Linked DNA regions of Ovis aries: region 2 is linked to region 1. A link is a contact called in public Hi-C data. All regions are on one chromosome and are shown on one strand. Each heading gives the region's core, a stretch centred on a gene start, on an enhancer-like site or on the middle of the called end of the contact. The rest is flanking DNA. Distances are from core to core; before and after follow the strand shown.

The links. A called contact is a pair of places that touch in the nucleus more often than the background predicts.
Region 2: a contact with region 1 is called in a Hi-C map of tail adipose tissue, with 5 times the contacts expected there. The contact joins the promoter of ADCK2 here to the promoter of MKRN1 in region 1. A contact is called at or near these places in 11 of 16 Hi-C or Micro-C datasets (blood, hypothalamus, liver and 3 more).

What each region holds. Positions count from the first base shown.
Region 1 is chr4:105,266,228-105,271,666 of ARS-UI_Ramb_v3.0, reverse strand. MKRN1 (makorin ring finger protein 1) reads left to right here and starts at 2,083. Exons shown (of 8, transcript XM_027968873.2): 1 at 2,083-2,449. The coding sequence starts at 2,247. It overlaps LOC121819439 (a long non-coding RNA gene), which reads right to left and starts at 2,070. Exons shown (of 2, transcript XR_006059709.2): 1 at 1,966-2,070; 2 at 1,108-1,625.
Region 2 is chr4:105,416,362-105,421,800 of ARS-UI_Ramb_v3.0, reverse strand. It overlaps ADCK2 (aarF domain containing kinase 2), which reads right to left and starts at 2,984. Exons shown (of 8, transcript XM_004008109.5): 1 at 1,382-2,984. The coding sequence starts at 2,314. It overlaps LOC132659768 (a long non-coding RNA gene), which reads left to right and starts at 3,022. Exons shown (of 3, transcript XR_009600546.1): 1 at 3,022-3,225; 2 at 3,599-3,825.

The sequences.
Region 1 (5,439 bases), core at 834-3,333:
CCCTCAGGCAGTGCAGTATGTGCCCCCCCCCCAAGAAAAATGTTACTTAACAGGTGAACCCTAACAGATAAAAACTACCAGGAACACACCTGTAGTCCAACAAAGAGGTTAACTTGCTGCAGCAGGGGAGACCACATAGGGGAGGAAGGTGGGCATCTTGGAAAAGGGAGTAGGGAGGGGCTTCTCACAGGATAGAAGCTCTTTTTGGATAACAGCACAAGCAGATGGAGGGACCAGCTCTGGGCTGGGTGCTGTTGTGAGGTGCAGCAGTGTAGGAACTGGGTATCTTATAAATCTTTGCGTGCTCAGGTAACAGGGAAGAGCCAAGTCTGACTCCATGTTGGATCTGATTCTTTGATTTAAACCTTGTCATTGCTCTTATTATAATCATACATTATAGCCTGCCTCAGGGAACCCTGCCCTCTGCTGAAAGGTAAACTAAAGTGGCTTTGTTCCACTCACTGGGAGACAATCTGACCATGCCCACCTGTCAATGGCTGCAAGAAAAAAAGTGATTAACACAGCCCCTCCTATTTTGCAAGATAAAGCTACTTTACTTCCTCACCTCTTGTCTCTCTCTGTTCTATAAAGGAAACTGGCATCCTGGCCCCCATAGGATGGTGTTTCAGGGACCTAGTCTGCGATCACCGTGGTACACAGGTGATACTTTCCTATTCCTGGCCTCCACACCTCATCTCTCAGTTTATTGGCCTGTCATCAGCAAGCAGATTGAGCTTGGACTTGGTAATGGAGGGAGAAATGAAGCGGGGCTGGGCAAGTCATTAGTAAAAATGCTGCATTTTCTCAGAAGGGAATTGTCAGTCATTTTGCAGCCATGCTGTGGCCTTGAGGGAAACATTGTTTTTTGTTGGCTTTGCCACTGTCCTTGTTTGTGTCTGTTGGGTACATTGTGGTCTGATTATCAGTGGGATGGATTTTCACTTTCTCAGAGTAAAGAGATTATATGAAAAAGCAAATTTAAGGGCTTATGAAAACCGGTCAGGATTTAGTATGCAGCATCTGAGTGGACCGGGGGCATTAACGGGGAGGTAAGAGTAAATACTTTTTAATTTTCCTAGTTTTAGAAATAACTCTTTGAAGCTGGGATATTTCAGACAGCTTTTATTGTTCAATATCTATTAAAATTGTAGTGTGAAGCACACTGTTAAGGGTTTTACTTGAACTTTAATAAGTTTCACAGCCATCTTCAGAGATGTTGTGCTTCAGAGAGGTGTGCTTAGTGGCTCAGCCGCGTCGGACTCTTTGCGACCCTATGGACTGTGGCCCGTCAGGCTCCTGTCCATTCGGATTCTCTCAGCAAGAATAGTGGAGAGGTTTGCCATGCCCTCCTTCAGGGGATCTTCCCAACCCAGGGACCGAAGCCAGGTTTTCTCCATTGCAGGATTCTTTACCATCTGAGCCACCAGGGAAGACTCTCTGGGGAGTAGGTCCTGTTATCATTTTTAAATTATTTTTTATTTTACAGAGGGGAGGAGGAACACTAAGTTAACTGGCTCAAAACTACGTAGTTAGGAATGAGAGATGGCCAGAGGTTAAGGGAGACAAGGACTGCACAGCCGCTGCTTAGCCACGTTGCTCTTCTCTTGGGTTGAGAGATCACACCGCTAACGGGAAGAACAGGAGAGAACATTTGTTAAGTGTTTAGTCTGGCCAGGCACTAAAAGCTCAGTGAATTGCCACACTTATAAAGCCTACTAGGATAAGGAAACTGAGGCTAGAGAGAATGGGTATCCGGGCCAAGTTCGTACAGTTATGTTAACTAGTAGAGACAGGAAAGTCTGGATTCAAACCCAGGACCCCCCAACCCCAATCCCAGTTGCACCTCTCCACTGCACCAGCCTCTGCTGGGAAGGACTCCTTGAGCTGAGTGCCCTTGAAATAAGGACTGTGGTTCCCTAGGCGTGGAACCTGGGGGCAGTAGGTGGGGCGGGGGTGGGCGCTCACCTGGGGGAGCCCGCCCTCGCCCCGCCCCTCCCGGGCGGAGCCGACCCGTCCACCAATCAGAGGGCGCTGGGGGCGGGCCGGGGTTTGCTTCGGCCCCGGCCCCGCAGTTCGACCGGCGAGAGCGCTCGTCGACGCGACGCCGGGGCCGAGGCGAGCGAGCGGGCGCCTCAGTGTCCTTCCCCTCCCCACCCGTCGCCTGGCCGCCTTCTCCTCGCCGCGGCCGGACCGGAATTATGTGATCCCGGAAGTTCCGGCGCCATTGCTGTGTGGGATAAACAGTAATGGCGGAGGCTGCAGCTCCCGGAACAACAGCCACACCATCAGGAGCAGGAGCGGCAGCGGCGGCGGCGGCAGCGGCCTCCCCCACCCCTATCCCCGCAGTCACCTCGCTGTCCCCGGGGGCGGGGGGCGGGGGAGGCGGCAGCGACGGCGGCGGCGGCGGCGGCGGCGGCGGCGGCGGCTGGACTAAGCAGGTCACCTGCAGGTGAGACGCAGAGCGGCCGGCGCCGGGCGCGGGGAGGGGACCGAGACCGCGGAGGAAGGGGGCGGGCGGCCGGGCGGCCGGGCGGCCGGGCGGGGGCGGGCAGAGGTGGGAGCCGAGCCGGCGTTGCGGTCGCCGCGCTGCGTCAACCCCCGCCGGCCGCCGAGGCCCGGGCGCGCGGCCCCGCTGCGGAGCCGCCGCACTGCCCGCCGCCTCCCCGCACCGGGCCGAGCGGCGCGGCGCGCGCGGGGAGAGAGGTGGGCTGACTCCTCCTTCCTTTTATTGTCGCCGATCCCCCCATCCCAACCCCCGGCCTGCGAGCTCGCCGGTTCCAAAAGGGGGTTTGGCGGTGTGGCCCGGAGCCCGCCTCCCCGCAGTCCTGCCGGGCCGATGATCGCCGCCGCGGGCCCGCGGGCGAGAAGAGGGGCCCGGCCGCCGGCCCCGCAGCCGTGTCATCCGTTTGTAACGTCTTCCCGGGTCTCTCGGGCCCCGCCCGGAGCGGGGAGCTTTTGTGATTTCTACTCTTGTGTGTTACCGGGCTGGGCGGTTCTGAGCTTTGTCTCCGAACCTAGTGCCGGCCCGGGGGGTCTTCTCCACCGCTGTAGGTGTTACGAACTGGCATTCCCGTTCTCCCCCGGCTGGAAGGTGTCTTGTTTTCAAGTCCACGCGTCTTAAGGGAGTCGGGGAGCTTGTCGCTCCGCAGGGAGACGGATTTTGTTTTGGGTTTGGGATGTCAGATGAACATATTTGAAAAAAATAAGTGATTAGTAGAGGACGGTTATGCGGACATGTGGCTGTGCGTCTAAGATAAGGGCATTTAATTGGATGTCGTACTTGAGTTTTTTTCTTAAGTGATCAGTAAGCGACTAGAAGCTTTTGTTTTTCTGTCGGTTGAAAAAATCAGTTGAAACGCCGTTATTCACCTAGGTGGGGTAGTTTATATCCAGATATCAATACTTGAAAATATTTTTAATATACAGAACTCACTGTCCTGGTATTAACAGGGGTGAAGCGTTCTCAGTGCTTAATATGATAAATTTAAGACATGAATGGTAAGCTTAATTATTTTCAATAACGGGATAGAGAAAGCATAAAAGCTGTTTCAGGTAGCTTTTTTCAGTTATCTGTAGATCTGAGAATACTTGTGCAGTATCCCAAAGAATGAGAATTTAAAAATTTCTATTCATGGAACCAGATCTTTGAGTCTGTTATTTGTTTTCTCTGCAGTGCTGCAATTGATTTATATGTGCTAGCTGAATCTTTTAAAATAAACTAGTGTAACCTTTATATTCTTGAATTTTCTAGCCTTTTACCCTGCAGTTCCAATCTGTCTGCATGCACTGAGAATAATCAATATGTGGATTCTTTAAGAACTCCATGCAGGGCCTTAATTTTATCAATACACACCGACTCTAATCTCAGTTATTGTTTGGCTTTGAATACCCATCACTAGCTTGACATTACTTTATGTTGCTTGTCTCATTATTATCCTGTTGTGTCTGTGTGTGAGCTCAACTCATGTCTGCAGAGAATGCATTGTCACTTCTGCGCTTTACTTTCCTCTCTGTTAGAAACTTTTCCCTGATCTACTTCCCCTTTTCTAGTTCCTTATCAGTGTCATTAGAATTCAAAACAGCTCACTAGACTAATGAATTCCTCTTTGCCTACCTTTAAATCTTTGAGTTTCTGAAATATTCTAGATCACTCCGGGACCAGCATGAGTTTCTTGCACATGAACCCTAATAGATTAATATATTTATCAGATACAGGGTTAGTTAGACACGCTATTGTTGTTTTTCATATAAAGCAAGCTATAGCTTTTACTTGAGACTTATCCAGTAAAAAGTACAGACTAATTGCTAAGTCTTGGGTTTTAATACTTGACATTACTTTCAGTTTATTTTAAGTACTAACATGATCTATTAAAAATCTTTCTGCTTTGTCTAGGAGAATACCAGATATATATTCATTCATTTATTGTAAACTTTGAGCTTTTTGAGAACAGGGTCCCTATATTATCATTTTATCTATAGGGCTTTATTCAGTGTCTGGTATGTATATCTTTCTGGGACTAACCTCATTCAGTTATTCTGTAATAAGTATTTGTGCTTACAATGGTAGACACAGAGCTAGATGTTGAAGGAAAGGCAGGAATGCACTGTATTATAAATATTTGCTTTGTGTTTGATAGTCAACTGTCCTTTGAAGAGAATTCAAGGTAGTGCTGTGTTCTAGTTTGAGCCTCTTTTCCCCTTGTATCTAGGAATTTGACTAGGGCTATTTTCTTCAAGGGTATAATCCTTAGAAGTTGTTTGGATGTTGGAAATTTGTTTTTAATTGCTCAGAATCCTCTGTATTTTCTTGTTGGTTAGTCTTTTCTAAATATTTCTCTTAAAAATTCTCTCTCATTGTGTTAATTTCACAGCTTAAAAACCTAGATATAGTTTTCCCAAAGAACTGTGTTATGCTGCCCCCACCAGGCTGTTCTGATAAATTTTATTAGAGGAATTCTGTAAAATAGAAATGCTATTGCTTCTAGTTTTCCTGAATGTGGGGGATTGAAACAATGAAATTGTAACTTGCAAGTTGTAATTTTGAATTTAGACACTGCTAAATATTTTGTGTACAGGTCCTTTAGAAGATAAAAGGCAGAATAAACTCTGGTTCTTAAACACCAGGAATTTACAGTCTGGTTTGAGAAATAGGGAAGCCCAGGGTACATGTACTTGTCAAGAATTAAATAACAAAGTAAGAAATGTCACAGCAGATTAAGTGATTAACTGCCAACTTACTTAATATTCTGTAATTTCTATTAACAATCCCAGATGCCTACCTATAAGTACTTTGAGGGTCTTGTTTGGTTCTCTTGTACCCCCGTAAGCTGTTGAGGTTTCTTGTATGTATCTTGGTAAAAGTGCTTAGGTTTCCAAGAGGTACAGCAGTCAGGGATTCTAGTCAGTTGTATTTGTCTTTATTGCTGGACAATGTCTGGT
Region 2 (5,439 bases), core at 1,735-4,234, 150 kb before region 1:
CCCTGAGCGGCACTCAGCTTTGCTGGGAAGAATAGGTTGGCCTCCCTTCCAGATACACTGAGCTTAGATCAGCGGCTCCCAAACATCAGCGAGCATAAAAGCCAACATAGGCTGCTTGGTAAAAGTGTGGAGCCCCAGCCTCCTCCAGGACCTACTGAATCAGACTGGCTGGGAGGCGGGGTGGAAATGTGCATTTTACTGAGTGTCCAGGTAACTGGGTCAGGTAGTCCCAAGCCTGCAAAATACTGCTCTAGAGTCACAGGACTCCAGAGGTGAGATGCAAAGAGCTCTGGGTTTCAAACACTCCAGTTCTATAACTCATCTCCTGTATGAAACTGGACTGGCCACTAAGCCTCTTCTCAGCCTCCTGTTCCATCATTTAAAACACGCAGATCACAGCCTCTACCTCCACCACAAATCCTTTTCAGAATAAAGTGGAATGTAAATAAACATGTAAGAAAAACTAGTCCAGGGACTTCCTTGGTGATCCAGTGGCTAAGTCTCTGGGCTCCCACTGCAGGGGGCCCAGGTTCAACCCTTGTTGGGAGAAGGAGATCCCGCGTGCCACAGCTAAGAACCAGCACAGCCAAATAAATAAGCAAATGTTTTTTTGAACCTGTTTAAAAAAAAAAATGCCCATCTCAGGTACCTCATACATATGAAATAAAGCATCTGACTTGATGGCACATCTACTCCTTTAGTCTCCCACAGAGCAAAGGGAAACTTAAAGATACTTTGGACAAGTGTTTCCTAAACATGCCTGATGTTGCGACTCATTTGCAGCAATTATAAAAGGCCAGGTCAGGCTCTCCCCTTGGAAATTATGAATTCAGCCTGTCTCAGTGAGGCACCCATGGGAGGGATTTTTCTGTGAGGGTGAGAGCACCAGGGTATTGGCTACTAGGACCGCTAGTTCTCCTGGGGGTGTTCGGATCAGGAATGGAAAGGTGTGGAGAGGAGAGATGATGGAGCCGGGCAGGGGTAACTGGAAATGAACCGAGAAGGAAGCTGATGTTGTAAAAATGAACGCTGCCCTCTTGGATTTGCCACAGTAACACCTAACCTAGTCTGTCTCCCATTTATCCTGACCCCAGAGCCAAGAGGTCAGCCGGATGGATGATGGGTCCTCCCCCCGCAGAGACAGCCAACTCCACAGCCTCTTCATCTTCCTTTTTCAGGCCATTCGCATCACTCTCCTTCAAGCCAAGAAATCAAACAGCTTGTGTGTCACAGGTACTCAGATAATGGTCAAGCTGAAAGAAATCAACGGAAGGCACCATGGGGTAATTTGCAAAGGGTTGTATCCTGACCTGGGTAGCCCCGTGGAGTTGGTGAGGTTTTAGAGATGGGAGGGCCTGGCTGCAAACATCAGAACACTTACTTTCACGGCCACGGGGACGAGGTGATCTGGCTCCTGTTCATGGGCGGTCCCTGAAGCCTGAGACAAGGATGCATTGGATCCAACCAGGTCCGCTTTAGGGAAGAGCAGCCTTTCTACAAACGACTGGTCGGCAAGACTCTCTTGAGGCCTCCCCGCCTTCTCCAGGCGTCCAGAGAGCTCGCCCAGCCCCCCAGCTGCCCCAGTTTCCGAGGAGAGCTGCAGTTTGGAGGCCGTAGCCAGTCTCTGGATGCTGTCGTTCTCCAGGAAGGCAGGATTGGCTCGCGCTTTGTACACTTGGGCCACGCAGCCGGAACCCACTGGCTCCTGCTTCTCAAAGAAGAGGACCCTCTCCCAGTCCTCCCCAAAGGCCTGGCGCAGGAAGTGTTCGGTGTGAGTCCAAGGATGGGGCGACACCTGGACGTGCAGCCTGGAGAACTGGGCGCAGAACGCCTCTGAGAAGAGATCCCGCCGGGTGCTGGCCCATTGGCCCAACTTGATGTAGGTGGGGCCCGAGGTCTCGGTGGCTTTCAGAAGCAGGTGGAGCCAGAGACTGGAGACACTGGGAGCCAGATAGGTGAGGGGATAGAGTAGGAGGAGGGGGAAGAATTTCACCAAGAGAGCCCCTGCTCTGAGCCAGATGCGCACGTGCAGGAGGAGCCAGCCCAGCCGCCCCTCCGTAGGGACTCTTTCCAGCGGCCCATTTTCAGCCAGGTCACTCCAACTGGTGGTCTGTCGACGTACGCTCTCCGGAGCCCCCTTGCCAATGTCCTCACAGGTGGAGACGAGTTTGGGCAAAGTGCCAAGCAGAAGCCAACAGAGTCTAGCCTTGCGACAGCCCCCAGAGGGTCTCAGAAGGCCGAGTTCCTTTCTGAGCGCAAAACCTCTCAAGTGCGCCAAGCAGACCCTGAGAGAGAAGCGCCAGGGGGTCACCATCCTCTCCCAGAGGTCACGGCCTCGGCTGCCTGCCTCCACTTAAGGAGGGCCCATCTATGTTCCTTCTTTCCGCAAGGACGACATGAGTCCGGGCCTCCGCCGAGTATTCCGTTTAAGAGCGGGGCAGCAGCGAGATGAAGGGGGCGCGCAGACCTGGCCGCCCGTGTGCAGTCCCCAGGACAGGGACGTGACCTGCGCGAGGTGGCCGCGCGGGCGGAGACGGAGCCGGGCGACCGCAGGGTCACCGCGCACGCCCGCCGGCGCCAGAGTGCACCCGCCGAGGGCCAGGACGCAGCAGGGCTGCGCGGAGAGGGGCGCGAGGGGGACCGATCGGAGGGCCGCGGTGCGGAGAGCCTGATGGGGGTGAGGAAGAACCAGATAAGGCGAGGGGTGGAGAGCTGGGGCCGGGGGCGGGGGCAGCGCGAACGGTCGAGGACCAAGGCAGCGAGCGCGCGGTGGGGAGGAGTCGGGTGGGGGCTCCAGAGAGCCGAGGTCCCAAGGGCAGTGGAGGTCTGGGCGCCAGGGGCGGGGAAGGGGAGCGGAGGGTCGCGGAGCGGAGTACCGGAGATAGGGACTCGGAGGGGCCGGGGGTCCGAGGACCGGGGATCCGGACCCGGGGGGGCCGGGGAGCAGGGATCCCGACGCCCAGGCCGCGCGACGCGCGTCTTCCGGGACCGCCCGCCCGCCGGCTCGGGAACCGCCCCTTTAAAGCGAACGCGACCCAGACTCCGGCAGAGATTCACCCGGCCCTCGGGTCCTGGGGTCCCACAAATAGAATTAACGCCAAACGCGCCCTCCACACCCGGTCTCTCCACTGTGCCTCTGTCTCTCCAATGACATTGTAGCTTTCCTTACAAACAGCGTGGAAACGCGGGAATGCCGGGGATATTGATAGCCGGTTCCTGAACAAGGTCTGGTTTTCAGTTGAGCGGGATCGGGAGGGTGGTGGGAGGAGCTGGGTGGGGGGTGTTGTCCTTGGACGGCGGGATTCCCAGGCTGCCCTGATTTGGGGAACGTGTTTGAACCCGGGGCTGTGGCTCCGGAAAGAGTGATCATTCATTCAACCAAGTCTATATTTCTTAAACTCCATCTAATATTTATCGAGGCTCAATAATATCTACCGTGCGAGGTCCTGGGAACATGGAAACACACATCCTGACCTTGCAGGCTCATCACTTTTGAGGAAGATCTCACCATGAAAGAAGGGAACAATGCGGACGATGCCGAGCTGGGCCCTGCGGGGCTCCTGGACACGAAGGTCTCTTTGTCCCCCATTTCTTGTAGGCAAGACTCCAGCCTCCATGACCTTCTCTGAGTCCCAAAGGGCAGAACAGTTGCTAATCAAGGGAGGAGCAGCCAGGAAACCACCTGAGGCACGATTAAAGGGTATTCAAGAATTAGGAGACCTAACCATCCAAGCCGCTGCACACCCTAACCTTGTCAGCAACCTCACCCTTTTGAAACTTTGCAGAAGAAGAATGCAAGACTGTTACCGTCTTGATCCTTCTCAGGTACCTTGCCAGACTATATAACCCCTCCCTCTTTACCAGGGAGGGGGGCACAGTTCTTGAGGCACTAGCCTACTGTGTTCCCCCTTTGTCTGGCGAATGAATAAAGCCGCTCTTTCCTTCTCCTCCATAACTCTGTCTCCATATTTCTGTTTGGCACTGGTGCACAGAGCCAAGATTTGGGCAACAAGGAGAACCCCCCAGGATGGCAGCTATTTGGGAGAAGAGGGGAGGGTGGTACGGGTGGGAGGGTGTTCAGCCGCAAAAAGAATTAAGCCCCCAAATAGGAAGATGTTTGCTGTGAGGTTCTGAGGGAGTTTTTTTAAACTGTGAAGAACCAGAGAAGGCCAGATAGCCCTAGAAAGCAAAGAGGAGCAGAGCAGAGCTTGGAAATCAGTCAGGACAGCCAGGGAAGGCCAGTGGGCATCTGCTCTGCTGTTTGGGGCTTGGAGGCTGACTGCGCTGGGGTACCACAGTCACCTCTACATTCACGACCCTTTATCTCTACGTGGGTGACAGCCTTCCAGAGAAGTCTGCCAGGGACTCACAAGTGGAAAGACCCTGGAGACGTGGCCCATGCCTGCTGCTGGAAGTGTGACTGCCACTCACAGCCTAAGGACTGCGGGAAAACTTGGTGACTCTTGCACTGCAGGCTAACAATCCAACTCCCATTTCCCAAGATGTGCAGACCCTTTTTGAAGTTCCCAAGACAGAAGTCATACCTAACTCCGCTGGTTTTAAGTATGGCCAGCCATTAACTATACCCTCCAAGCTTCAGAGTACAAAATGAAATGGGGCAAAGGCTAATAAGAATTTTGCCAAGAGAATCCACTGGTCATAGCAAACACCTTCCAACAACACAAGAGATGACACTACACATGGACGTCGCCAGATGGTCAATACTGAAATCAGATTGATTATATTCTTTGCAGCTGAAGATGGAGAAGCTCTATACAGTCAGCAAAAACAAGACCGGGAGTTGACTGTGGCTCAGATCATGAACTCCTTATTGCAAAATTCAGACTTAAATTGAAAAAAGTAAGGAAAACCACTACACCATTCAGGTATGGCCTAAATCAAATCCCTTAGGATTATACACAGGAAGTGACAAATAGATTAAGGGATTAGATCTGATAGACAGTGCCTGAGAAACTATGGATGGAGGTTCATAACATTATACAGGAGGTGGTGATCAAAACCATCCTCAAGAAAAAGAAATACAGAAAGGCAAAATGATTATCTGAGAAGGTCTTACAAATAGTTGAGAAAAGAAGAGAAGCAAAAGGCAAAGGGGAAAAAGAAAGATATATCCATCTGAATGCAGAGGTCCAAAGAATAGCAAGGAGAGGTAAGAAAGCCTTCTTTAGTGATCAATACAAAGAAATAGAGGAAAACAATAGAATGGGAAAGACTAGAGATCTCCTCAAGAAAATTAGAGGTACCAAAGGAACATTTCATGCAAAGATAGGCACGATAAAGGACAGAAATAGTATGGACCTAACAGAAGCAGTGGATATTAAAAAGAGGTGGCAAGAATACACAGAAGAACTATACAAAAGATTTTAATGACCCAGATGACCACGATGGTGTGCTCACTCACCTAGAGCCAAACATCCT